2 separate regions of the Zea mays genome follow, and region 2 is linked to region 1. A link is a contact called in public Hi-C data. All regions are on one chromosome and are shown on one strand. The core of a region is the stretch at or near the end of the contact, and the rest is flanking DNA. Distances in the headings are between cores, read along the strand shown.

What was found. A called contact is a pair of places that touch in the nucleus more often than the background predicts.
Region 2: a Hi-C map of leaf mesophyll shows a contact between it and region 1, with 3 times the contacts expected there. The contact joins the promoter of LOC100276356 here to the promoter of LOC103633047 in region 1. A contact is called at or near these places in 11 of 25 Hi-C or Micro-C datasets (bundle sheath, endosperm, leaf and 3 more) and 1 of 3 datasets of contacts at active chromatin or transcription factors (seedling).

What each region holds. Positions count from the first base shown.
Region 1 is chr7:146,783,806-146,786,950 of Zm-B73-REFERENCE-NAM-5.0, reverse strand. LOC103633047 (DEAD-box ATP-dependent RNA helicase 7) reads right to left here and starts at 1,601. Exons shown (of 14, transcript XM_008654731.2): 1 at 896-1,601; 2 at 297-431; 3 at 66-206. The coding sequence starts at 1,402. LOC100303815 (bile acid sodium symporter) reads left to right here and starts at 2,563. Exons shown (of 8, transcript NM_001165445.1): 1 at 2,563-2,838; 2 at 3,047-3,145. The coding sequence starts at 2,691.
Region 2 is chr7:146,979,481-146,982,625 of Zm-B73-REFERENCE-NAM-5.0, reverse strand. It overlaps LOC100276356, which reads right to left and starts at 1,599. Exons shown (of 3, transcript NM_001150163.1): 1 at 1,417-1,599; 2 at 108-826. The coding sequence starts at 811.

The DNA of each region.
Region 1 (3,145 bases), core at 352-2,851:
CATAAAAAACTGCAGAAATGAGCACATGATGCAATGAGCTGGAGATGCAAAGATAAGACAAACACCTTGACACGACCAGGAGTTCCAACAACAATATCCACACCTCTTCTCAATGCCATTTCTTGAGGACGATAAGGTGATCCCCCATACACACAACATGCAGAGAGCCCAAATGTTGCACCATAAAACTCAAAGTCAGCGTGCACCTGAAATTCATTTTATTGATGCACTTATGTCAAAAACTCATGTGCAAAAGAATCCAATTCTTGAATCAGATAAGGGTAAAAGTTTTTTACCTGATTGGCCAGCTCTCTTGTTGGTAGTAGAACGAGAACACTTGGGGTCCTGCCATGTTCAGTCCGTCTAGATGCCTTGTTTGCCCCATTAACCAAAGACTCCAATATGGGCAAGACAAAAGCCAAAGTTTTTCCCTATAGGAAACAACACTTGTCACAGAGGTTTTCAGATAGACGTATTATAAAAGAGTAATGGCGTTCCTCATGCCACCACTTGTCAAGTATATCTTAATGAGAAATTCAGGCGATTTTTTGCACATATTTTTTATCCAGCACTACATAATCATAATTCTATACTGAATAGAAGGGTTAGCTGTCTGACATAAACACCGATTCACCTTCACGCTACCTTATATGCATTAATACTGTTGAAACAGAAACAATATGGACACCTGTTGTTGAAAACCAACAGGTGTCCTAATTCTACTCTAATTCATACAGATACAGAAAAGTCTCCATAACGCTCATCAACCATTGTATTCAAGTGTCAAGTGTATGAGCAGGAACACAGTCTAGTAATTCAAAGAGTTATACGTGCCAAATAATGAGTACTCCTTGTAAATCAACAAAATGAATCACAATTCGGAACGGCTTCTCACCTGACCGGTGCGCGCTCGGCCAACCAAGTCGCTGCCATCGAGTACGAGATCGAAAGTGGTGGCCTGAATGGGGAACAGTGACTTGATCCCCTTGGACCTGAGGCTCTGCCTCAGCGACTCCGATATCCTGAAGTTCGTCAGCGCGTTCGGGTCCGCGGGGTCCTCATCGCTGCTGGCTGTGATCTCGCCATCGTCATCTGAGGCTGAAGACGAGACATCAACATTCTTCTTCGTCTTCTCCTTCGCTTTTTTCGCCGCGGGTGCTGTCTCCTCGGAGCTGGTGCTGCTTTTCTCTTCCTCATCAGAGGACGCGGCCGATGGGAGCGGAGGGGACGGCTCCTTCACCTTTCGCTTCTTCTCTTTCTTCTCTTTCTTCTTGACCGAAGCGGCCTCCGCCTCTGCCTCCGCGGCGGCGGCGGCGGCCTTGAGCTGCTTGCGCTTGGCCTTCTTGGAGGCGGAATCGTCGACGGCCATGGGCTCCACGCCAGCGGCAAGGGCGGGAGACATCACGGGTAACAGGCGGTGGCAGCTGGTAGGAACGTTGAGGGCTGGCGGCTGCGAGGGGAAGGCGCAGCCGGAAAAGAGGGGGAGAGAGACGGGGTTTCGAGTACTTGTAGGTATGCTGCGGAAACCCTAGTGCGGCGCGTGCGCACGTGCCCGAGCCCGGGAGCGGTTCGTGACCGACTTCAAAGGACACAAGTGTTTCACGATTCCCTCCTCTATTAGGGAAACTTCAATAAAATAAAAAATGTATTTATGTTCTCTTTTAAAAAAAACGTCGTCCAAGTTTTACCAACCAAGAGCATCTCCACTAATTCCAAAAAACTCTTAAAATTGTTTTTGAGGTACCATTAACAAAAAATCTTTCTCCAACCGTTTCTTAATGAGGTCCTTAACTATATTAACTTCATAAATATTTCTATTTAGTTTCTAAACTTAGAGAGACATTTTGCACCTCCAATAACATATTTATTTTGTGTGTCAATCATACTATAAAATCACTTGTCCAAGTTTGTGCCTGTACGATACATTTTAAATGATTTGAGCCGTTGAATAGATGAATTTACTATCCTCGTTCAAATAACAAGTCTTGAGATGATCTATCAAAAAAAGAAGAAATTGATTGGATGTGATTCATATAGAATGAAAATAGTAAGAATGATGATTATTGAACTTTATTGTACATCAAACTAAATTTAAAGTTGTAAGTAATAAATAGAAAATTTGGATATCATAATCTAAAAATATTTAATAACCTAAAAATTGAGAATAGTAGGAAGCTAATATTTTTCTAATATGTATTTAGCAACAACTTGCTAAATACCACTCTCTTCGTTTTTTTTGTTTATTTGTTGCGTTTTAGTTAAAAATAAAATAGCAGACAACAAATATTAGAGAAACGGAGGTAATAGTTTATAGAGTTACTTTCTTTAAGACATTTAGATTTGATATTTTTGTGAGCGAGACCTTTGAAGTGTTAAGCCTCTTTCCACCATTTGGTACTGGTAGCCAGTGTTGATTTCTGGAGTTGTGCTAGATTACTGATCCACATGGTTAGAAAATATAAAAACGTTTCGAGATTAAATTAGCCAGATGGCACCAAATCAGAAGGTGACAATCCGTTGTATAATCTCCAGACTAATTTCTTCCATTCCGTCCCTGTCCGTCGGTTCAAGCTTCCCAACAATCTCTGCGGAGTAGGTCGCCTGACGAACTACCGAGACGTGCGTCTCGCTTCTCCCTTCCTCAGCTGCTGGCCCGCTGCCTGCAGCCATTGCCCGCTCCTCGAGGTCAAATGGCCCCTGCCCCCGCTCTCACCGCCACATCCGTCCTGAAGCGTTCCCACCTACCCGGCGTCCACTCGTTGGCCTGTCGCCGGCAGCCGGGGGCGGACCGCGTCTCGGTGCTTTCTCCAGCGATCCCGCCGCCCCGCGTTTCATGGCGTAGGTCCTCCAGTCTGATCTAAGAGATCCCCAATCTTATGCTGCTGTACTGCGTGAATTACAGATTGGCGATATCGCCTTTGTGTCAAGAGAACAGTGATTGGGTTTTGGGGTTCAACAATGGGTATCTTATCTATCTATCATAAGCTTCGTCGTGGCGGGATTGAAAATTTATGATGTAGTCTTTCTGTTTGTTCTATACAATCAGAGCAAGGATCTGGAGTGGTTGCTAAGAGGCTCCTCTGGGCGAGTGCGAGTGGTTCCTTCGAGAAAGATAACATCGGGGAGGACGCGGTGTTGCCTTCTC
Region 2 (3,145 bases), core at 350-2,849, 200 kb before region 1:
TTCAGCCAATAAAGTGCAAAACACTATAAAAAGGCAAATAAGTTGACTAAATAATTGAGACCTAAGAAATAATGTGTACAATTGTAGGAAACAAGAGGTTAACATACCTCACTGCTGAGCCAGAGCGCCACTTAAGCTGGTTAAGGTGCAATTTATCTTTGTGCCAACGTCCCAAAATCACAATACCAACTAGTGCAGCTGCAACCACCACAGACCAGATAGCATTTGTTTCCTTTGCTTGGTTATACAAGCATGTCATATGCTTCTTCAACCAACATTTGCATGAGGCGCCAGTATCACAGCTCCTGCTGTCTGCAGGATCTGAAGGGTGGCCTGATTTTTCATCAAAATCTTCACCGGACTCAACACCATCATCGAGAACAACAAAACCATGTGCATCATCTTCAGTGTGGGATGAACCGTACCCAGGTGTGTCATCTCTCATCTCCACATCATCATCTGAGAGGTCTTTCCCTTCATCATCAAACTGAACTCTCTCAGACCCAACAACATTCTTAATACTATAATCCTCCACAGTGGTACTAGGTTTCTGCACATCCTTCTCAGGCTGTATCTCATCGAAACTGGTTTGTATTGGCAGGTTCTCGTGCTCACTCGGCGGAAACACAAAGTGGTCAGACATGAGCAGTGCATTGGATGAACTATGCTCTTGATTTTCATTAACAGGCTTTACTTCTGTCCTGACAGGTCCTGGCGCCGCTTCATAGGCAGATGCTGTGAGAGTCACAACTTCCCAGTCCGCCCCTCGGGGGGTGGTTCCCTCCCCCACTTCTTTCTCATTATCAGCCATATCCACGAATCTGATCTGTCATTTTTTCAAGAAACAATTTCAGCAACCAAGGTAACCGCAAAATGATGCAATCACATACACATCAGACAAACGACACTTGATTACATAGCAAGGCCCAGCACAAAAGAATTGCCCGTAAGAGACAGAAACGGGGTTTCATCCAGTGATTCATCAAGGGGTAAACACTGAAGACGGAGCATTTACACTCCTGAACCAAACTAAGATGAATAAATTACATGTACAGCACAACTATCAGATAAGCAAACACCAATGACCCATCGACTCACTGTCAACAACCTAATCCTAGCCAGAGAATGTCTCAAAAGCGGGGGGCAATCTAATCTAAGCACCACAATTGACGAGAACCTCTTAATAGAGGGCGGACCGAGTAAAGGACATGGATGTACATATGTACACCCAATTTTAAAAAGAAAAAAAGAAGAAAAAAGTTTGTGTGCATAATACATGTATATTATTAGTACACTTGCAACTGGATCAGATCAGATCCGAACGCACATAGGTTGGGTTTGGGTGCTCCGTTCCGCACAGCAGGAACGGAAGAGAAGGGGTGGGGCACCTGGAGGGTGCTCGTCTGGTCTGGGTACCTGGCGCAGGGCGACGGAGGCGGCGGAGGCGGCGCCACCGGAGACAGAGCGCACGCGAGGGACACGGCAGAACCGAGAGAGAGAGCGCAGGAAAGAGTATGCCGCGGGGAACCGGAGAACAAGAGGGAGGGGCGCAGGGTGAATATTACGGTTACGCCCAGTTCCCCCACTAATCTACTCTATCTAGGCAAAAACTACCGTGCAATATATGAACTCCCTCCTCCACTGTTACGAAAGGTTAATCTGCTTCTTTTTAAATGGAAACCGAATATTTCGATGTTTTAAAAATAAATCGTCTAATTTACCTTTGTGAATAGTTTTTCAAACGTGTTTTGGGCTTTTGGCTAACGTGAACTTCCATAACAATTACAAAAGTTCAATTTGCTTCTTTTGATTGGAAAATCGAATTTAACAATTGCAAAAGTTCAAGTTTCTTCCTTTAATTGGAAAATCGAATTTATGACATAAGAGAAATACATTTGAGTGAGCATTTCAACAACATCAGTCGTTCTGTGACATCGCGTCAGCCATACAAGATTTAAATCATGTTTTTCAGTAGTTTTAGAGACTAAAATAGAGTTTATTAATAAATTGTACAATTATTTAAATATTATCCAATTGCTTTAAAAAATATTTAAAATACTACAAACTGATTTATTTTTAGAAGGCGTTATTAATTCAAAAATATGAAACTAGTTTTACTTTTCCTAAAATTCATGCTCTAAATTTATGTTCCTTGCTTAGAATTATTTGTCTTACATGGTATTTGGCCAAATATGAAATAGAAATGCAGGTTAAGACATCCTTGCAAAGTGTAATGTTAAGAGCATATGTGATAGTGGCATAGTGCCTTAAAATAATACCATATCTTAAAATACTTGGCTCAACTCATAAAAAACCAACTCTAACAGTGCTCTATTTTATAAATTTTATCAAAAAATATAGGGCAGCAGGTCACTTACATAGAGAGGTCTGTTCTTGAAGAGCAAGAGTGCCTAACACATCGAATCTACGTAGAGAGGTCTGTTCTTGAAGAGCAAGAGTGTCTAACACATCGAATCTATCTGGTGTGCATCGGACCTGTCGAGTACAACAACTAGTTTATGCACCAACACTTACTCCAATAGCTACATGATGTGGCAGCTGATGTCGCAAGGTCTAGTGGTGCACCGGACCGATCTAGTGTCACTATGTAACACCTTGTCCACTCCGGACTGATGGTATTTACTCCTAGCAGCCCTCTAGAATCATAGATCATCCACATAGATCAACACAAGTCTCTTGTGCGCATTCTCCTCATTCATGCGCTCGAGAAGACTTCCCGGTCGGTCAACCATCCCAAGATTGCTCTGTGCCAAGCACACTTAACCAAGAGTTTTTTAGGTAGGATTTCTAAAAAGAAGATACACCTTGTTGGTATAAATACTCTATTAATTCTATTATTAATTTCTATTAAGCCTTAGACCAGTATATCACACAATCCACCTGGGCCAAGATATCACAATCCTCCCCCTTAAAAGACCAACGTCATCGTCGGTCAACCCCAAGCCAAGAACCTGTCATCTTGGCCACGTCTGTGTGTCCAGTGTCGTCATATGCCATGTCATGTGACCATTCTAGGTCCACATGCGCCATACGCCATATGACCGAACCCCTAACCCACACACGCCCGTGAAACCGCGAGGGTCGATTCTAGTACCATTTGTAACACCCTATCCATTCTCGGACC